Regions from separate parts of the Mus musculus genome. Here all the other regions are linked to region 3. The links are chromatin contacts, called in public HiChIP or PLAC-seq and promoter capture Hi-C maps. All regions are on one chromosome and are shown on one strand. The core of a region is the stretch at or near the end of the contact, and the rest is flanking DNA. Distances in the headings are between cores, read along the strand shown. Region 1 overlaps Kcmf1 (potassium channel modulatory factor 1). Region 2 holds the start of Rnf181 (ring finger protein 181). Region 3 holds the start of Tgoln1 (trans-golgi network protein). Region 4 overlaps Tcf7l1 (transcription factor 7 like 1 (T cell specific, HMG box)). Region 5 overlaps Kcmf1 (potassium channel modulatory factor 1). Region 6 holds the start of Ggcx (gamma-glutamyl carboxylase). Region 7 has its middle 17 kb from the start of Tcf7l1.

What was found. HiChIP or PLAC-seq counts read pairs in DNA pulled down with a chosen protein or histone mark. Capture Hi-C pulls out chosen DNA fragments and counts their contacts.
Region 1: an H3K4me3 HiChIP or PLAC-seq map of bone marrow-derived macrophages shows a contact between it and region 3, with 5 times the contacts expected there. The contact joins the enhancer-like site here to the promoter of Tgoln1 in region 3. A contact is called at or near these places in 10 of 39 promoter capture datasets (the HPC-7 cell line, the SN4741 cell line, cranial neural crest and 6 more), 1 of 15 datasets of contacts at CTCF or cohesin (the NIH/3T3 cell line), 18 of 115 datasets of contacts at active chromatin or transcription factors (the 230-238 cell line, the NIH/3T3 cell line, the SCID.adh cell line and 10 more) and 4 of 9 other capture datasets (adipose tissue, liver, macrophages and 1 more).
Region 2: a contact with region 3 is called in a promoter capture Hi-C map of adipose tissue. The contact joins the promoter of Rnf181 here to the promoter of Tgoln1 in region 3. A contact is called at or near these places in 18 of 39 promoter capture datasets (the 3T3-L1 cell line, the C10 cell line, HPC-7-derived erythroid cells and 11 more), 5 of 484 Hi-C or Micro-C datasets (CD4 T cells, CD8 T cells, the G1E-ER4 cell line and 2 more), 9 of 115 datasets of contacts at active chromatin or transcription factors (the SCID.adh cell line, bone marrow-derived macrophages, double positive thymocytes and 6 more) and 4 of 9 other capture datasets (adipose tissue, embryonic stem cells, liver and 1 more).
Region 4: an H3K4me3 HiChIP or PLAC-seq map of embryonic stem cells shows a contact between it and region 3, with 16 read pairs. The contact joins the enhancer-like site here to the promoter of Tgoln1 in region 3. A contact is called at or near these places in 4 of 39 promoter capture datasets (the 3T3-L1 cell line, cranial neural crest, liver and 1 more), 1 of 484 Hi-C or Micro-C datasets (liver), 9 of 115 datasets of contacts at active chromatin or transcription factors (the 230-238 cell line, craniofacial prominence, embryonic stem cells and 4 more) and 2 of 9 other capture datasets (adipose tissue and liver).
Region 5: a contact with region 3 is called in an H3K4me3 HiChIP or PLAC-seq map of embryonic stem cells, with 45 read pairs. The contact joins the enhancer-like site here to the promoter of Tgoln1 in region 3. A contact is called at or near these places in 15 of 39 promoter capture datasets (the 3T3-L1 cell line, the C10 cell line, the HPC-7 cell line and 10 more), 3 of 15 datasets of contacts at CTCF or cohesin (the NIH/3T3 cell line, embryonic stem cells and stem cell-derived epiblast-like cells), 17 of 484 Hi-C or Micro-C datasets (the HL-1 cell line, MC3T3-E1-derived osteoblasts, the N1E-115 cell line and 7 more), 25 of 115 datasets of contacts at active chromatin or transcription factors (the 230-238 cell line, the NIH/3T3 cell line, bone marrow-derived macrophages and 16 more) and 4 of 9 other capture datasets (adipose tissue, embryonic stem cells, liver and 1 more).
Region 6: a promoter capture Hi-C map of liver shows a contact between it and region 3. The contact joins the promoter of Ggcx here to the promoter of Tgoln1 in region 3. A contact is called at or near these places in 10 of 39 promoter capture datasets (cranial neural crest, embryonic stem cells, erythroid cells and 5 more), 2 of 15 datasets of contacts at CTCF or cohesin (the NIH/3T3 cell line and large pre-B cells), 7 of 484 Hi-C or Micro-C datasets (B cells, the C10 cell line, CD8 T cells and 3 more), 24 of 115 datasets of contacts at active chromatin or transcription factors (the 230-238 cell line, DN3 thymocytes, the NIH/3T3 cell line and 16 more) and 4 of 9 other capture datasets (adipose tissue, embryonic stem cells, liver and 1 more).
Region 7: an H3K4me3 HiChIP or PLAC-seq map of embryonic limb bud shows a contact between it and region 3, with 2.5 times the contacts expected there. The contact joins the enhancer-like site here to the promoter of Tgoln1 in region 3. A contact is called at or near these places in 22 of 39 promoter capture datasets (the 3T3-L1 cell line, 3T3-L1-derived adipocytes, the C10 cell line and 15 more), 1 of 15 datasets of contacts at CTCF or cohesin (the NIH/3T3 cell line), 11 of 484 Hi-C or Micro-C datasets (the 3T3-L1 cell line, 3T3-L1-derived adipocytes, the HL-1 cell line and 6 more), 28 of 115 datasets of contacts at active chromatin or transcription factors (the HL-1 cell line, the NIH/3T3 cell line, the SCID.adh cell line and 19 more) and 3 of 9 other capture datasets (adipose tissue, liver and pancreatic islet).

What each region holds. Positions count from the first base shown.
Region 1 is chr6:72,867,687-72,870,386 of GRCm38.p6, forward strand. All of the region lies in intron 1 of Kcmf1 (potassium channel modulatory factor 1), which reads right to left. Among named protein-coding and RNA genes, the nearest start is that of Kcmf1, 31 kb to the right of the region's middle. Within about 2 kb of position 1,290, at least 67 of the 459 cell types and tissues checked have an H3K27ac peak or open chromatin away from gene starts, as enhancers often do. A contact at or near this core is called in the HPC-7 cell line, adipose tissue, bone marrow-derived macrophages and 3 more, where this site is marked.
Region 2 is chr6:72,361,116-72,363,815 of GRCm38.p6, forward strand. Rnf181 (ring finger protein 181) reads right to left here and starts at 1,317. Exons shown (of 5, transcript NM_025607.4): 1 at 1,126-1,317; 2 at 297-424; 3 at 2-111. The coding sequence starts at 1,250.
Region 3 is chr6:72,615,552-72,618,251 of GRCm38.p6, forward strand. It overlaps Tgoln1 (trans-golgi network protein), which reads right to left and starts at 1,449. Exons shown (of 4, transcript NM_009443.3): 1 at 1,126-1,449; 2 at 1-898. The coding sequence starts at 1,171.
Region 4 is chr6:72,752,727-72,755,426 of GRCm38.p6, forward strand. The region is part of intron 3 of Tcf7l1 (transcription factor 7 like 1 (T cell specific, HMG box)); the gene reads right to left. Among named protein-coding and RNA genes, the nearest start is that of Gm31249, 14 kb to the left of the region's middle. Within about 2 kb of position 1,300, at least 22 of the 459 cell types and tissues checked have an H3K27ac peak or open chromatin away from gene starts, as enhancers often do. A contact at or near this core is called in embryonic stem cells and liver, where this site is marked.
Region 5 is chr6:72,840,939-72,843,638 of GRCm38.p6, forward strand. Kcmf1 (potassium channel modulatory factor 1) reads right to left here. Exons shown (of 7, transcript NM_019715.2): 7 at 176-2,192. The coding sequence ends at 1,931. Among named protein-coding and RNA genes, the nearest start is that of Tcf7l1, 53 kb to the left of the region's middle. Within about 2 kb of position 1,368, at least 13 of the 459 cell types and tissues checked have an H3K27ac peak or open chromatin away from gene starts, as enhancers often do. A contact at or near this core is called in embryonic stem cells, where this site is marked.
Region 6 is chr6:72,412,954-72,415,653 of GRCm38.p6, forward strand. Ggcx (gamma-glutamyl carboxylase) reads left to right here and starts at 1,355. Exons shown (of 15, transcript NM_019802.5): 1 at 1,355-1,496; 2 at 1,719-1,889. The coding sequence starts at 1,454.
Region 7 is chr6:72,804,712-72,807,411 of GRCm38.p6, forward strand. No RefSeq gene overlaps it. Among named protein-coding and RNA genes, the nearest start is that of Tcf7l1, 17 kb to the left of the region's middle. Within about 2 kb of position 1,405, at least 18 of the 459 cell types and tissues checked have an H3K27ac peak or open chromatin away from gene starts, as enhancers often do. A contact at or near this core is called in embryonic limb bud, where this site is marked.

The DNA of each region.
Region 1 (2,700 bases), core at 40-2,539, 250 kb after region 3:
TGTGGGGACCAGAGGCCTACCTCAATGACCAATCTTTTTAAAGAAAGATTTATTTATTTTATTTATGAGTACAGTGTAGCTGTGTTCAGACACACAAGAAGGCATCTGATCCCATTACAGATGGTTGTAAGCCACCATGTGGTTGCTGGGATTTGAACTCAGGACTTCTGGAAGAGCAGTCAGTGCTCTTAACCACTGACTCATCTCTCCAGCCAGCCCCCTCCCCCTCTTTAAAAAAGACAAGGTCCTTGAATAAGCCAAGCAGTCTCTGCTTTCCCTCACCCTGACCCCAGCCCTAGGATTATCTTTTACATGTGCTAGTGAGTCAAACTCAGGTCCCTGTAGTTGTAAGGCAGACAGGCATTTTACCAAAACTGAGCCATCTCTCCAGCTTCCACCCCATGTAAAATTTAAAACATACATCACCGTGTATGGTTATATACATATGTGGAAAACATACTAAATCATGCCAGGTAAGAATTCAACACTAGCAGCAAAGGGGCTAACCTGAGTGAGTGGAAGAGCACGTGTGTGGCATGCAGAAGGCCCAAGGTTCAACCCACTACACCACAAACGACACAAGAGCACAATGTGTAGTCAGCTGTATGTGCAGTACTGTACTGGCTCCTATGGTTAAACTGTCTCATCAACACTGGGGTGGCACACTGCCTCATGTCAGCCTGGAGGAATTTTTAAGCCTTTGTCTTTTGTTCCACTGGTTGTTGTTTTTTTCTAGACAAGGTCTCACTCTGTAGCCCAGGCTGGCCTCAAACTCAGAGATCCTTCTGCCTCTGCCTACCATGTGCTGGGATTAAAGTGCTCAGAAACTTTGTTTCCGTAGTGGTGCAGGTGGAACCAGGCAACTAATTCTATGTTAGAGCAAAAGATGACTTTTACTGACAGGAGGACTGGTTTATAATGAGGCATAAGTGGGTAAAACAGTTGACCTGGCAAATGTATTCATTAAAACTGTGGTTGTGTGTTGTTTTGAGAACTGAATTCTGAAGCTCATACTTGTCTAACTCCTATAGAACCAGTCACGTCTCCAGGTCACTGAGTAGCTCCTCCACGAGCTGAGCTAGGCGCGCTAGGAAACCTAGGGTGTGCAGACTGCTTGAGCACAGGGCCAGCAGCTGCCCGCAGCTGAGGCTGCTCACATGCCTTTGCCAGCAAAAGGACCTAAAGTAAAACACAATCTGGATCCTTGATCCCCCCTCTCACTGGAGTGCCTTGACCTACTGTCAAAACTTTTAAACTGTGTGTTTGTTTTAAAAATGAAAGCAATGAGGGAAAGAGAAAAGCAGAAGTCCTTGATGTACTTGATACAAGCAGGCCACAGAAAACACACTGTTCACACACTGCTTTTAATGCTACTTGAGCTTAAAAAAATCTGCATATGCACTTGAGACCAGTTCTTGGTCAAGTTCCTTCTACTACATTACAAGAATATTTTTTCCTGGTCTGCTTTGGAGACATTTTACTTGATGTAGTCTCTCTCTCTGTCATGATTCTGTACAAAGCAGTCTCCCAATACTTGCTCTCTACAAAACACTCGAATTCGATGCCAATTCTTCCATGTTTTCTACACACACACCAAGTTATTGTAAAATGCACCATGCACACTGTCAACCATTGTCTTTCCTTCTAGGTTAAGTCATCGGAAATCTATCAGTCTTCTCAAACCCCACCTTCAACATTCTAGTGTTGACTACAGTTTCTTTACTGAGTTCAAATGAAGGAACGGAGGGCAGATGCAAACCTCTAGACAGAAGTAGGAGTGACTGATGCACAGACAGTGAGCACTCCGCTCATTTCCACTTTCTACACCAATTAAAAAGAAACTAACTAAGCAGTGGGTGATAGCACACATCTGAAACTGCAGCACACGGGGGTCCGGAAGAGAATCTCTCCACACTGAAAGGTGGGCCGAGGCACACCAGCATTCTCTTCTCTTAGGGCTGCCTCAGTGCCCTGCATCTGACACAGTAAGGGTATTCACAGTCGTAACAATGGGATGGGTATAAAAGCCACTAGCAGATACTGTTACTCACCCCGCCCCCCGCCCCGGGAGGGGGTTGGGGGACAGGCGCGACAATGATTATGACTCCAAATGCTCAGAATATCAAAGTTAGGAAACCCTGGCTGGGATCTGCCAGCTCAGTTCTCCAGATTCCTCAGACAGCTGCTTTCTCATCTGTTTGTCAACGGGAGGCCCAGAGAGGGAGGGAGAGAGGAAGAGGTGAGTATCTCTTTAGTAGCAGAGGTAAGGCCCTTTTCCACATTCCCTTTTCCACAATGTCTGTTGGTTTTCAATCTATGGGTCTCAACCCCTTTCAAAGGGGTCACCTAAGACCACTGGAAAACACAGTCTTTACATTACAATGCGTGACAGCAGCACAATCACAGCTATGAAGCAGCAATGAGACAATTTTATGGCTAGGGATCACAACAACACGAGGAACTGTAGTAAAGGGTCACAGCATTAGGAGGGCTGAGGACCCTGCACTGTCCTATGTAATAATTAATAGCAGTGGAAATGCATTGGTAGCTAGGTTGGCCTAGTGAGAGCTACCAATGAGGAGAGGACACTAGGCAAGCCCTGAAGCTCTCAGCTCTGACAGCAGAGCTTGCTCCTGAAGGATCATCCCAGGGACTGAGGAACAGCAAGAACATCAACTCAAGACTCCCAGTTCTACAGGG
Region 2 (2,700 bases), core at 67-2,566, 250 kb before region 3:
CCTTACTTAGCCAGGGCAGAATGCAGTTGGAATGGAAGAGATGATGGCAGGGCATCTCAATCACAGTCTCCTCCGCCTCAAATTCCAAAAGGCACACGGGGCACTTGAGATCTTGAAGAGGAAGTGTCGATCAGGAGAGCAGTTAAGGCCCAACCCAACCTCCCACTCAGACACAGGCTTGGCCTAGAACACTAACAGGCCAGATTGTTGGTGGCTAGGGGGAGTCGGCAGGCAGGCAGGTCTGGCTTATCTGCCCTAAACAGAAAAAAAAAACAAAAAAGGCCTTGTGTCCTCACCAGCCTTGGCGCTACTGATGACTGTTCTAGGGAGGCTCTCCACCACAGCCTTGGCAGCTGGTGGGGGAAGGTGGTGTTCCCAATCTACCAATCCCAGGTCCTCAAAGTCCATCCTATTAAAGAGTGATCTGAGGGAGAAAGTATAAATCAGAACTAAGGAAATCATCTAGTTCCGGCCCCCATAATCCACTGGGAAATACCTGTCCTGGCTAAAATAGTAATAATAACGAATAGTGCACAAGAGCTCCTCAGTAGGGTGGGAGCCAGAGGTGGTGGCCCATGCATTTAGTCACAACACTTGGGAGGCTGTGAGTTCGAGGCCAGTCAGGGATACATAGTGAGATTGTCTCTAAGCAAAACACACACACACGAAACAAACCCACCAGCACAGCTCTCAATCAACCCCGGCTCGCTTTTCCCTTTTTCTTTCTACCTCCCAAGTAGTTGGATTAAAGGTGTGCACTATCACTCCAGGCAACTTTCCCATTTTACTAGAAATAGCAGTCTCAAAGAAGTCGTTCAGGAATAAGCCAAAGTTGATTCCAGGACAGCAGTGAGTTTCTCTCCTTGCTTATTACTAGCAAAACACTACCCAGTTTACACACTTGGGCACAGGCCGTGTCCGCCCCCATGACAATCTTGTCCCGTGCCTCCCTTTGCTACACCCACCCTTTCTATCTTCGTCTTTCCCACGATCCCCTGGCGGGCCCTACTCATTAATAGCCCAAATTAACGACTCCGACTCGACTAATCGCGTCGCCCTGACTAACATTATTTACCCCACCTCCCAGGTTAACCCGCCCTCTCCGCCAAACCCCAACCCAGAAACCTGCCGCCCGGGGCCCAGCTCCAAGCCCCGCGCACTCTTCTCGCGAGTTCCAGCAACATATTGTTGCGGGCCTCACGCTCAGGGTTCAACGGCTCGCAGTCGTGCTCATCAAAATAAGACGCCATGGCTCCTGGGCTGCCGGGCTTGTCTGACACAGCTTTAGGTTGCCGCTGGAGAGCCGAATCCAGCGCTGGCCAATAAGCGATCGAATTTCAAGAGGAGAGCCAATCAGAGTGCTCCTGGGGTGGGCATAGTGACTCGCACACAGAGGCGGAAGTACCGATGCAGCCGCCTCTCGTTGGTTGGATAAGTCAGGTGACCAAAGACTAAAGCCAATGGGGTTGGAGAAAGAGGAAATTCCGGGGACTTTTCGGAGCCAGGATCTGAGGGCTCTCGCCGGTTTCTAGAAGTGCCAGTCCAAGCCGGAAGTATCTCTACTGTGTCTCCTTGGCTGAGTTTACCTGCATGTTCCACCTACTCCCTGAAAGGAAAATTCCCACGCATTGATTATGTTTTATGCATAAAAATGGGTGAAGGGCCTGGAGAGATGGCTCAGCGCACCCAAGTTTTAGTCCCAGCACCCACTGGATGGCGCACAACACTATTTCCAGAGGGTCTGATGCTCTGCGGGCACCAGGCAAATAAGTGACAGACAGACAGACATGCAGCAAGACACCCACTCGTATTATAAATAAATAAAGCAATCGATGGTGCATGTCTTTAAGTCTGGCACTCAGGAGGCAGAGCCAGGTGTTTTTCTGTGAGTGGGAGGCCAGCCAAGGCTAAAAAGTTGAGACCTTGTCTCAATCAATAAAAATAAAAATTAAAACAAATAAATATAAACAATAAAAGAAGGAAAATAGACAAAACCATGCATGATTAGGAGTTCAACTTGGGCAGTTTACTGTAATTCCAGCTCCAGGTAATGCCTCTTTGCTCCTCCTCCCCGGTACCTACATTCACCTGACAAAGCACACATAGTTATAAAATAAATTTTTTTGAAATTTTTGAAAAGGGGGGGAGTGACCGCCAGAGGATTGCAAACTTAAGACCAGCGTGGGCTACATAGTAAAATCCTGTCTTTAAAAAAATTCAAAGGAGAGGCATATTCAGGAAAAGAGCATTCCATAAATACCTGATTGTAATTGTCTAGTACTGTAGTGCGGCACCTCAGAGGGGCCTTAGAGTTCATGCTGAGCATCTGCTCTACCACTGACCTGGGTCTCAGAAGTAGCTTGCCCAAAGTGAGTGCTGCTGACCCACCTAGCAGGGCAAAGTGCTATCCCCCCATCTTTCTCAGAAGAGGAAGATGATAATAAACCCAAGGAAGGTAACAAGTGCTTAGAGCTCTCAAGGTGGCATACACCCATCGTCTCAGAATTTAAGAGGCCACTGGGCTTTTAGGGAAACACTGCCTCTAACAAACAAACAAACAAACAAACAGTATTGTCTTAAGCCCTGTATGTTTGTTATCTTTTTGTCAACTTGACATAAGCTAAGATCATCTGGGAAGAAGGACCCTCAAACCCTGAGAAAATGCCTCCATTCCATTGGCCTGTAGACTAGTCATTTTCT
Region 3 (2,700 bases), core at 199-2,698:
AGGACAGCAACAAGAACAGCAGCGGTCACTAGATATGCAAAGAAGTGGCTGCTCTCTGCACTGGTGTTTCCAGAACTGTCCTTATAAAGATCATCCTTCTCATTCTTCATAGAGTCTGTAAGTGTCCCCTCTTGGTTCTCACTGGAGGAAGGGCCCGGCACCTTTTCATTCTCTTCTTCAAGTGGTGAGCCTTCTTCCGGCTCTGTGTCACCCTCTTCAATCTCCTTGGTTTCCACGTCTTCAGTAGGCTCTGAAGACTTATCTCCTTTCTCTGGCTTTAAAGAGAAGTCAGAGTCCCCTGCCAGTGTTTCCCCAGATTCAGTTTTGGAAGTAAGTGTTGGTTTTTGTCCTTTTTCAGTTGGCTGGACTTTGTCAGTCTTCGAAGTCTCCGTATCTGGGGAGATTTTGGAGGTGGGCTTGTCCAAATCAACTTTCGTGGACTTGCCAGAATCATCTTCTGTGGCCTTATTCGAACCAGCTTCTGTGGGCTTGCCAGAATCACCTCCTGTGGGCTTGCCAGAATTACCTCCTGTGGGCTTGCCTGAATCTTCTGTGGAGCTCTGATCAGACTTTTCCAGTTTGGGGTTGACTGGTGAGAGGGGCCGCGCAGTTTCGTTCAACTCGGCATCCGTTTTCTCGGGCTGCCTTCTGGAATCACCCAAACTGTGATCGGTCGCGGCGGTCCGCGGCCCAGATTCCGCCTTACTGGAAACTGCTGCCAAAGTCGTCTTGTCCTGGTCTTTTTTATCTGACTTCTGCCCCTGACCGTCGGTCGGCCTTGTAGTCTTTACCTGGTTAGAAGAAGGCAGGGGAGTGGAGGACTGTTTGGAAGGCTGATTCGGAGGATTCTGAGAGTCACCTGAGTCGGCGTCTCTCTTATAAACGGACGGCAGAGCTCCTGAAACAAACAGAAAAAACAAAAAACAAAAAACAGTAAGTCCTCGGAAGAAGAGAAGCGGGCTTGACTTCTGAGAGCCTAGCGGGGATGGCCGAATGGGAAAGCGGAGATGGCTAGAGCAGGGTCGGGCCAGACAAGAAAGACGCCGGCTCCCGTAGCGACCCACCAAGGTGAGGAATGGGGAACCTAAAGGGGAGAGTGAGCTGGGCTGGGGTGGGGGTCCTTACTCGCCACCGCGACACTCAGCAGGAGCAACGCAACCTGGAACCGCATCCTGCAGTCTGCGCTTCCGCCCTCTGATGACGTGAGAGCGGCGCACGAGATTTTCCCGAGCGTGGCCCCTCCCTTTCCGGCGGACTGTTTCTCTTCCGGCGCAGCCCCGCCTTAGGGGTGGGGCTACCGGGCGACAGCAGCCGTTGTCTGTGTGTTCCGGTAGAGTGCCGGAAGTCAAGTCCAGCTCTTTATTCCCCCCCAAGTCCCTTCTGTTTCTCAGCAGTCTGCGGGGCTCGGCGATCTCGTTCTTGTTCACTTGGCCTCGTTTTTCGGAAGCTGTTGCGACCGGCAGGTGCTGCGTCGCCTTCGCTGCTTATGATGTAGGGTCGTGGGGCCGGGCGCCTCTTTGTCGCATCCTCTGCTCGTGTTTCCAACCTCTCCGTTGCCGATGCTGCTTTCTCACTTCACAAACAAATGTACTCTCTTCAGCACTTGCCCATCTAGAAGCAAACACATTTCATCCTGATCCTAATCCCTTTCTTGGCTGTATCCAGGGCCCTCTGAATTTACCAAGGTTTTTGATTTCTTGTTTGTTCTTCTGAATTTCTATGTGTTTGAAACCATATTGCTATGTGGGCACCTGCTGCCTCCTGAGTGTTTGGGATTACAGGTGCCTCACCACGCCCCTGTTGGGCTATTTATTTATTTAAGAAATAAAATATCAAAGATTTACTATTTTTATTTGTGTATGTGTGTCTGCCACCTGTGTGTAGGTGCTCTTGGAGGCTAGATGAGGGCATCAGATGCCCTAGAGCTAGAGCTTCAAGCGTTTCAAACTCTGTGGGTGTTGGAAACTGAACTCTGTTCCTGTGGGAGAGCAACAAGCCCTGAGCCATCTCTCCAATCCAGGAAGTAAGGTACTTTGTTACTCAAACAGGAAGACCTTGAGTTTCTGATCTTCCTACTGGACTACTGGCTTGTGTCTCCAATTTATGTGGTACTAGCAATCAAATCGTGGTTCTATGCACACTAGACAAACACTCTTGTCTCATTCACCACATATATATTCTTTTTCTTTCCAAGACAGGGTTCTTCTGTTTAACAGAACTCGCTCTGTAGACCAGGCTAGCCTTGCAATCACAGAGATCCACCTACCTCTGCCTCTTGAGTGCTGGGGTTAAAGACATGCACCACCACACCACACAAGCAACACATTCTTTTTTTTTTTTTTAAGGTTTATTTTATTTATTATATGTGAGTACACTGTAGCTGTCACCAGACACTGGAAGAGGGAATCAGGTCTTGTTACAGATGATTGTGAGCCACCATATGGTTGCTGGGATTTGAGCTCAGTACCTCTGGAAGAGCAGTCAGTGGTGCTCTTAACTGCTGAGTTATCACTCCAGCCCAAGCAACACATTCTTATAATGCAAACAACAAAATAGAATTTTAAAAGAAATATACTTAAAAAAACTTTTTTTAGAGAGCCAGGTGATGGTGGGACACAACATTAGTCCCAGCACACAGGAGGCAGAGGCAGGCAAATCTCTGAATCAGGCCAGCCTGATCTACAGAGTGAGTTCCAGGAT
Region 4 (2,700 bases), core at 50-2,549, 140 kb after region 3:
TCTTTCCTTGACAAGAAGACACAAAACTCATGACGCGCTGTCCCTAGGCAGGAAACTCCAAGGTCAGTCTCTGTCTCTGAGGTCACTCGACCTCTTTCCTGTAAGCAACTCCAGTGCGGTAGCCACAGCAGGGTCCACCATACCTGCTGCTCACCCGGCTTCCCCCGGCCCAGGGAAGGGACAAGTTTTCAGAGTCACTACTGGACGGGTCAACGGGTGTTACTTCTCTTTCTTGGCATACTCAGAACTAAGACCTATCTGACACAGAGGCAACTCTAGTGACAGAGGAGGAGGGGAAGAGGAAGGAGCGCACACACCCTCGCTTCGTGATTTAGCTGCAGAAGGCAAGCTGACAGGACAGACACCACACACTCTGGGAACCACGGTCGTTGAGATGGCGCACGCGCGCGTGCTCTGAAGCACAGGCATGGCCCTTTGCTCCTTAATCTGTTTGTTTTGTCTTCTATAGCCCAGGCTGGCCCCAAACTCATAAAGTAGACCATGGTAGCCTTGAACTCCTGATACCCTTTGTGTGTGTGTGTGTGTGTGTGTGTGTGTGTGTGTGTGTGTGTATACCACAACACCAAGAACATTTTTTAAAAAGAAAAGGAAATAATGAGGGTGGGCTTTGTGGTGCACATCTGTAATCCCAGCCATTTGAGAGGCACAGAATATCTCCAGGTTTCAGGCCAGCCCGAGGTACATAATGAGCCTGTGACTCAAGAAAGCAAAACAGAAATTATAGCAACAGCAATGACAAAAGACTAATAAAAATTAAAATTCCCAATCGCTCAATTTCTTTCTTTCTTCCTTTCTTTCTTATTTACTTATTTATTTGGGTACAAGGTCTCTCTATATAGCCCTAGCTGGCCTGGAACTCACTCTGTAGACCAGGCTGGCCCCAGACTCTCAGAGACCTGCCTGCCTCTGCCTCCCAAGTGCTGGGATTAAAGTGTGCCACCACTCCCAGCTCAATTTTCTTTTGAAGAAAATGCTAGACTTGGTACTTCTGAGAAGGAAGTCAATCTGTGGAAGATACTGACTCTGCCCAAGCCCAGACAGCGCAGCAGAGTGAGGGTAGTTCCCTCACATCCCAAGGTGGGGGTGGGGAGGGTACATGCAACAGACAAGTCGGCTCCCTGTTCCATAGCCTTGGCAACAAGGGCCCTCAGGATCTGCCATCCTCACTCTGAAGTGTTCTAGTCTGTCTCCTCTCCAAGCTCACCAAGGGCCCAAGTTGCAGTTGAAAGTGGACTTCAAAGTTTGCATTTGAAGGCTGCTTTCAACTGCATCAGCTCTCAGTAATAATACCACACCGGGGGGCCGCTCAGCAGGCCTGCCACAGTGGTAGAGTTCTCTCCCACAGACACACAGTGAAAGTATGAAGTCTAGCAAGTTGTTCTCTGACCTCCATGAGTGTTACCTCCATATGTACGTGTTCATGGGGGCGCGCGCGCACACACACACACACACACACACACACACACACACGAGTAAATAAATAGCAAATGGATAAATGCTTTTCTTTTTAATTAAAGAACAAACAAACTGCCCCTCATGCTGGCTGGCCTAGTTCCTGTCTTGGGGATCACAAATCACCTTTGCCTGCCGAGTTCCTCTGACCCCCACCTACCCAGACTCCGTCTCCTGGCTCACAGTCTGGCTAGATCCGGTAGCCGAAGAAACTTCGGTTTGCAGCAGATTGAGGCAATTACCAAAAGCCACAACTGGTCAAGCTGCACAGGACAACTGAGCTCCAGATGCCAGACCCCAGCAGTGTGTGACACTGACTCTGCAACTACAAAATCCCAACAACCGCGGTCACCTAAACAAGCCCTGAGCAGTGATAACACGGTGACAGGCACAGAAATGCAGATGAAGTTCTCACAAGGCTGCATGCACCCCTAGATGGAGAGCTGCAGGTATCAATGGCTGCCCAGAGCAAGAAGTCAGCCCTAAAATACAAAGGAGCCACCACACGAAATGAGTTCAGCAGGCTGTATTATAAACGTGTGCATGACAATAATTAAGGACTAGGGCATGAACTGGAGGAGAGAGACAGGGGTGGGAGGGCTTGAGGAACGGGAATGATGTAAATACAGTACTTGCGGAATTCTTAATAAACAAATTTAAGAGAAAAAAACCTCTGGCAACTAGGGAGATGGCTCCCTGAGTAATGTGCTTGCTGTTGCTACATCGGTGTGAGGCTAAGCAGGCAATGGTTGCCTACCTGTAATCCTGACCTGAAGGAAGAGGAGAGAAGATCCCCAGAGCAAGGATACCCAAGTGGGCAAACCCTTTGTTCAAGTGAGAGAGCTGCCTCGCTGTGGACATGGTGGAGAGTGACTGCAGGAAGACCCCTCCCCCCCAAGGCCAAAGCCTTTCTTCCACACACATGCATGCATACACACACAAACATGCATGCATTCACACCACACATACATGCATATAAAAGAGAGACACGGAGTTTTTCTTCCAATTCTGATCTTTCATTTAGGTCACAATGAGTTTAATTGTCTAACTATATCACTCAAGCAAAACCCAAACCACCAACTAACATCCTGATGGATGGTCGGTGCTCTTAGCATTCCAGGCTAATGACTCTGTAATTATAAATCCCAGCCCTCTCAGGAAGAGCCTGGCACTCTAGGACCCAGGCCAGTGGTGTTGACATTCAATGCAGGGAGCTGGCTGTGTCTG
Region 5 (2,700 bases), core at 118-2,617, 230 kb after region 3:
TTCTCACATCCAAGGTTATACATCCACACAAAACCAGTAACTCTGTGTTTAGCACAAAAAGCAAAAAAAAAAAAAAAAAAAAAAAAAAAAAAACTGCATTAGAGATGTTAAAAAAAAAAAAAAATCCTCTGAATGATGGTCAGGTTAATTCAACACCAAAGAAATTCGAGTGGCCAACAGTCTTGAAAATGCTTTATTGAAATGTGTGAGTTATGGTGCAGATGTGTCTGAAATGACCACAGCTGGAAAACGAACTTCTGAAACTTCTCAACAACCAATTAAAAAAAGAAAACCCCACCGGCCTTGACCTCTGGTGTACCAGGAGCCCAGCGAGGGCGGTTCCTTCAGAAGATTTCCATCAAAGACTAAAGAAAACAGCTACTGTATCTGGAAGCTGGTGGAGTCTCAAGTTTCCGAGGAGAAGCGACAGTTTTTTTAGACATGGAGGGTGACTTCTTTTTTTGGTAGATTTGGATGACCATGGACTTCACAGTTCTTGACAGCACCCAGGGGTGTTCAAGTCTGTATGCTTGTCATGAAAAACAGAGGGGAGGACAAGATGGCGGGAGAGAGAACCAACAGAGGACGGACGGCTCACAGGGAAGAGGGCCGGAGCCAGACATGATTAGATTAAGTCTCATAGAAATTGATCAGAAGCTGCGCATCTTTTTTAAAAGTTCTAAATTTACATTTCAAAAACTGCCCCACCCCCGCAGAGCCTCTGCCCCTCCCTGGAGCCAGTGTGAAACCTGGAGACAAACAGAAAGCACCCATCCTCCACACCCTAACTACCAAGGCAGCTCTACTTTTTTCTTTTTTCAACACACAGGATTGATAACATAGGCATATGGGTGGCATGAATCAATTAAAAAACTTTACTTTTTATGCCAGGAGGGGAAAAACAATAAATACAAGGTGCTAAAATAAGCATTAAGAATTTGGTTGGTAAGGTGTGGGAAGGCTCCCCTGATACTGATCTGTCTCAGCAAACCACACACACACATAAACGGCACAAAGTATGATTGAGGTGGTGAGATTTTAAAAAACAAGACAACATAATTCAGGTTAACTGCACTGAACAGTGAATAAATGAAATCCATCTACACCTGAATGAACATGTTTAACAATCAAAAAATTTTAAACAACCACAAAAAGTAAAAACTTCCAACAAACACAAACAGGATTTGTCTAAAGGGCACACAGTCGCCCTGCAGAGGACCCCGCCTTTACTGGTGTGTCTTCTGGTGAGACAAGAGACAGAGACAGGCTGGACTGGTTAACAGGGCGACAGGACAGTCATACAGTGGAGCGCTGTAGCTGGCTAGGCCCCCTGGGTTCCACTGCAGAGCTGGCTTTGTGCGTAGGAGGCACATGGATAAGGGTGAGTCAGGCAGACATTATTCAAAAGCTACTCTGCCAGTAACCATTGGATAACGCTGGGAAAGCTTTGGGCTTTGTATTTTATTTTTATTTTTAAATTTTATTTTTTTAAGTTTTACTCCTTGTATTTAATTTTTAAATAACAAGGCCACTGAAACTCATGCACGCTGCAAAAAACCTCATGCAGTAGTTAGGTAAACCATCCAAGCAGTTTTTATTCATTAATATTCATAAATACACACAGCAGCTTCATTAGAGATTTCAATTTTCCTCTTCAGTTTGAATGTGGAGTATTAGGAGAGCCTTTTGCATGTCAAGGTACAGGAAGCAGAGATCACCCTGCACTGCTACCTACATTTACCTGCTAGAAGTAAAAATTAGTTAAGTGGAAATGATTATCATATATATTTCTCTCTTCCTTTTGAATGTACACAATGTAACAAGAGTGACAGACCTGAAATTACAATCACCACACAAACCCAGGATAGCTGTTGTCCACTTTCATTGGCAAATACAGCACAGAGGACATTGTCTTCGAGTGGGGAGGTCATCAAAGAGGAGGTGGTGGAGGCTCATTTCCTTTATTACTCTCTTTTAAATTTAGGTTTTCTAAAGCAACATCTAAAGGCATAATATCTACACAGCCCATAGCACCAAAATCTGCCATCTCCCCCCGATCATCCTCATCTGAGGACGAGCTCTCTTCGCGCACTAACGTGGAAAGAAGGAGCTCCTGGACAAACAGGCTGCGGTCCGCACGCTCGCTCTCCATGGACTGGCGCTCTGCTTCAGACATTTTGGGATCATTCAACCTGTACAGGTAAAAAAGGAAAGACTGTATTGGTAAAAAGTCCATGAATAATGAACGGCGAGGCCAAGTTCTATAGTCTGCTTGGGACGCTTTGTTTGGTGACCTCAACACGTGAGTTATGTTCGGATAAATCTCCACACTGTGTTTCAAACCTGAGTTCAGTGGATTCGGTGAGGCTGAAAACAAAACAAAACAAATAAACAACCAAAACAAACGAGCAAACACAGAAACTAAACCATAGAGGCAGCCAGACTAGCTTTGGAGAAAATCCTGGTGGAAATTCCTCTGAAAAAACAAAACACAAAACAAAGCAAGCAAGCGACTGCTGCCTGCTGGAGGCTTGGGATCAGCAGAGCGGGCACTGATTCGAGTGCAGCTCTAAACCACTAAGGACCTTTCTCTTTCCCGCTGTACTCTTCCTGAATACAGGTATGCACAAAGACTCAAGAAAGCATTTTCTTTTACTCTTCCCCATTTCTTTTGGGGGGGCCAGGGTCTTCTTGGGTGGC
Region 6 (2,700 bases), core at 105-2,604, 200 kb before region 3:
AGGGCCCCCAATGGAGGAATTAGAGAAAGCACCCAAGGAACTAAAGGGAACTGCAACCCTATAGGTGGAACAACAATATGAACTAAGCAGTACCCCGGAGCTCTTGTCTCTAGCTGCATATGTATCAAAAGATGGCCTAGTCGGCCATCACTGCAAAGAGAGGCCCATTGGACTTGCAAACTTTATATGCCCCAGTACAGGGGAACGCCAGGGCCAAAAAGGGGGAGTGGGTGGGTAGGGGATTGGGGGGTGGGGTGGGTATGGGGAACTTTTGGTTTAGCATTGGAAATGTAAATGAGCTAAATACCTAATAAAAAATGGAAAAAAATTATTTATTTTGGGCTGGAGAGATGGCTCAGGGGTTAAGAGTACTGACTGCTCTTCTAAAGGTCCTGAGTTCAATTCCCGGCAACCACATGGTGGCTCACAACCATCCGTAACAAGATCTGGCGCCCTCTTCTGGAGTGTCTGAAGACAGCTACAGTGTAGTTACATATAATAAATAAATAAATCTTTTAAAAAATTATTTATTTTATGTATATAAGTATACTGTAGCTGCCTTCAGACACACCAGAAGAGGGCCTCGGATCCCATTACACATGGTTGTGAGCCACCATGTGGTTGCCGGGAATTGAACTCAGGATCAATGGAAGAGCAATCAGTGCTCTTAAATGCTGAGCCATCTCCCCAGCCCCTTCCAAGTGCGTCTTTAACTCCCCAACCCACATCTGCAGAAAAGTCTACCCTTTTGCACCTCGCGACTTTTTGGGAGGGGGTGCAGGGACGGGATGTTCAAACCTGGAGACTCCTGATGGGGTTCGGGAAGGACTCAATGAAATTAGGAAAGTATAATTCTTAGTTTTTAAATCCTAAAATGTGGGAGACAGAGGCAGAGTGGCAGAAGGATTGCTGGGAGTTCGAGGCTAGTTCGGTCTCAAAAGCAGGCATGGTGGTGAGTGTTTTTATTCCAGCACTCCAAAAGCAGAAGCAGGTGAATTTGAGGCCAGTCTGGTTTACATAAGCGAGAAAACTACAAAAAGAGATCCAATCTAAAAACAGCAAAGCAGGCGTCGAGATTGAAGTTCAAGTATGTGATGGGATAGCTAGTAGTATAGAGAGAGACACTTGTTCTGAAAACTGTCACTCCTTCCTCTCAATGCCAAAGTTAGATTTAGCAAGCGCCTGCGCTGCCCATCCCCAAAGGTCCTCATACCCACCCGGTCTCTGAGCTCAGGGCTCGGCTCAGGATCGCCCCGCCCACACTCCTAGCCCACGCCCCCTATGCTTCAGTGCGGGGCCGGGGGTTCCGGCCTTCACGACAGTGCGGGCGCTTTCCGGCCGTCCGCGCGAGTGCTTACGTGTCGAGGAGGCGGGGCCTAAGACAGCAAGTCTAAGTCTGGAGGTTCCACTGGGTCCGACCTGGCTGCAGAGAGGCTCACCTGTCCCTGCAGTCATGGCTGTGCACCGCGGCTCCGCACTGGTTGCTCCCGCCTCAGGTAGGCTGAGGGTTGGCGAGAGGCACGGTGGTCTTAGTGGGGAAGTGGCTTATTGAGAGAGATGGCGGTCTGTGTTGGAAGATCGTAGGAGAATCTTGGATGACCTGAGACTCAGAAGGTTGCAGGAGCTGGATCAGTGGAAGAACCCAGTGGGTGGAGGTCCTAGACTGTAGGGACTGCGGTTTTCCCACGCACTTTTTGACCCCAGGTCTTGGTTTGTAGATAAAGTACAGAAAAACAAGTCTGCACAGACATCAGGACTGAAACAGGGCAGCCGAATGGAGAAAATTTTAGGGTTTGAATGGACAGATTTATCTAGCTGGCAGAGTGTCGTGACCCTGCTTAACAAACCAACGGACCCTGCAAACCTGGCTGTCTTTCGTTTTCTCTTTGGTAAGTCCATTTTCTGGATGGGGACATTTTGGTTGAGGTGGTGGTGGTAGTGGTGGGAAAATGTCATCTTATTTCTTTTTAAGATTTATCATTATTTTGTTTATGTGTATGTATGTATGTGTTAGTTTGCTTTCTATTACTCTGATAAAAACACCATGATGAAAAGCAACCTGGAAAAGCATGAGTTCATTTCAGCTTACAGTTGTAGTCCATCTCGGAGAGAAGTCAGGGCAGGAATCTGGAGACCAGAACTGAAGAAGAGGCCATGGAGGAACCTTGTAGATGCTGGCTGGCTCCTCGTGGTTTGTTCAACCTGCTTTCTTCTACCAGTAGGGATCACCTGCCCAGGGTGGCACCATCCACAGTAGGCTGTGCCCTCTCACATAAATGCTTACGGGCCAATTTCTTCGAGGTATTTCCTTAGTTGAGGTCCTCTAGCTTGTTTTTAGGTGACGAAGATTAACCAGGGCAGTGTCTGTGTGATTGTAGGCCAGGCGTGTGCTTGCTTGTAGAAGCCAGAAGAGGGAGTTGGACCCCTTGGAGCTGGAGTTAAAGGTAGTTGCTGCCTGATATGGGTGATGGGGACTGAACTCTGTTCCTTTGGAAGATCAGTTGCAGGCTGGAGAGATGGCTCAGAGGTTAAGAGAGCATTGACTGCTCTTCCAGAAGTCTTGAGTTCAATTCCCAGCAACCACATGGTGGCTCACAACCATCTGTAATGGGATCCGATGCCCTCTTGGTGTGTCTGAAGGTAACTACGGTGTACTCATATATATAAGATAAATAAATCTTTTTTAAAAAGAAAAATAAA
Region 7 (2,700 bases), core at 155-2,654, 190 kb after region 3:
TTTTCCTTCAAGAAAATAAAAATCAGCCAGGTGTGGTGACTCACACATGTAAACCCATAACAAGGAAGGGAGAGGCAGGAGGATTGCTCCAAGTTCTCAAGGCCAGCCTGGTCTACACGTACCTGGCAGGCCAGGGCTGCATAGATAGAACCTTTCTAAACAAACAAAGAAGCAAAACAAAACAATTTAATTGGTTATTATATATATATATTTTTTTAAAGATTTATTTATTTTATTATATTATATGTGAGTACACTGTAGCTGTCTTCAGACGCACCAGAAGAGGGAATCAGATCTTGTTATGGATGGTTGTGAGCCACCATGTGGTTGCTGGGATTTGAACTCAGGACCTTCGGAAGAGCAGTCGGTGCTCTTAACCACTGAGCCATCTCACCAGCCCCGGTTATTTTATATTATGCAAGATTAAAATCTTATTAAAAGAGGTGTGTGTGTGTCTGTCAGGCGGATCACTGAGTAGATAAATGTGCTTGCTGCTAAACCTGACAACCTGAGTTCAAACCCAGGACCCACGAGGTGAAAAGAGAGAACTCACACATGTTACTCTTTGGCTTCCACATCCTTCTGAGGCACACATGCCTATGCGCATGCGCACAACCTCACAGGCAGGCAGGTGCGCGTGAGACATACACACACACTACTGTAATTTGGAAAAGGAGGACAGTGAGATGGGTTACTTGGAAAAGGCACTCGCTGCCAAGCTTGACAACCTGAGTTTGATTCCTGGAAACTCCGTGGTAGAAGAGAAGAACCAATTCCAGCATGTATCCCCGAACCTCTATAGGCATGGGTAAATGCATGTCTCCAAAAAAACAAGTAGAAAATGTAACAAAAACATTAAAAAAAAAAGAAGAAGAAGAAGAAGAAGAGGAAGAGGAAGAGGAAGAGGAAGAGGAAGAGGAAGAGGAAGAAGAAGAAGAAGAAGAAGAAGAAGAAGAAGAAGAAGAAGAAGAAGAAGAAGAAGAAAGGCCCGGCGTGGTGGCACACGCCTCTAATCCCAGCACTTGGGAGGCAGAGGCAGGCAGATTTCTGAGTTCGAGGCCAGCCTGGTCTATAAAGTGAGCTCCAGGATAGCCAGGGCCATACAGAGGAACCCTGTCTCGAAAAACCAAAAAGGATCAAACCACTGAAGATGCGTCCCGGGCAGAGCCCTGCACTGAAGCCCCACACTGCAGTGTGTCTGTACAATGAGAGATGGCGTGTAATGTATGCCTTTTTCTCCACTGAAACCTAAAAGGAAGCCAGATGCCATGGCACATACCAGTACTCTCAGCATTTGGAAATTTGAGGCAGGAGAATTGCCACATATTCCAGACCAGCCTGGGCTAGAGAGTGAGACCTTGTCTCAAAGAGCCCAAGCCAACCAATTAAAGAACCATAAAACCTGTACTAAAGTGACTTTTTATGGAGGTGATTCATGGCTGCCCTTCTCAGACTGGCTGTGTGATGAACAACATAGCTCAAATGACTCCCCGGAGCTTGGTGGGTGTGAGTCTTCCTGCTTTTCACATGTGTAAGATCTTCCAAATTTGCTGTTTTGCGTGTGGTTCAGGGAACCCAACCCAGGGCCTGCACGTGTTAGGCAAATGCTTTATGACTGAGCTAGAGACCCAAGCTGGATCCATTTTTGAAATCTCTTGACTTTTCTATTCCTTTAGACAGTGTCTCATGTGTCCCAGGCTAGCCTCATACTCTATATGTAATCAAGAGTGACCCTGGACTTCTGATCCTCCGCTCCCACCTCCCTGAGGTCACAGGGTCTCTGCAGTGGTGGGAACGGAGTCAAGAGCTTCAGTTATACTGCCCAGGCCCTCTACCAGTTAAGCTATATTTCCAGCTTCATCCTTTTGTCTCTCTTTGTTGTTGTTGTTGTTTGTTTGTTTTGTTTTTAGAGACAGGGTTCCTCCATGTAGCCCTGGCTGTCGTAGAACTCTCCTTGTAGATCAGGTTAGCCTCAAAGTCAGAGATCTGCCCGCTTCTGCCTCTCTAGTGCTGAGATTAAAGACTTGTGCCACCACCACCTGGCATCTTTTTGTCTTTTTTAATAGAGAGCTTCATTTAGCCTAGGGTAATTTATAAACTATAGCTGTACACTAACAGCTGACAATGATCTTAAATTCCCGATCCTGCTGCTTCTGCCTCCTGAGTGCTGAAATGACAAGGGTGTACCTCCAGGCCTAACACTTGGTTCTATCTCAAAAATTTTCTTTTCTTTTCTTTTTTTAAAAAATATTGCCGGCAGTGGTGGCGCACGCCGGTAGGATTTGCTGAAGGAGGCAGAGGCAGGAGGATCACGAGTTCGAGGCCAGCCTGGGCTACACATTTGGGCTGGTGAGATGGCTCAGTGGGTAAGAGCACCCGACTGCTCTTCCAAAGGTCCGGAGTTCAAATCCCAGCAACCACATGGTGGCTCACAACCATCTGTAACAAGATCTGATGCCCTCTTCTGGTGTGTCTGAAGACAGCTACAGTGTACTTACATATAATAAATAAATAAATCTTTAAAAAAATATTTATTCATTTACTTTATGTATATGAGTACACCATTGCTCTCTTCAGACACACCAGAAGAGGGCATCAGATCCTATTACACATGGTTGTGAGCCACCATGTGGTTGCTGGGAATTGAACTCAGGACCTCTGGAAGAGCAGTCAGTGCTCTTAACCACTGAGCCATCTCTC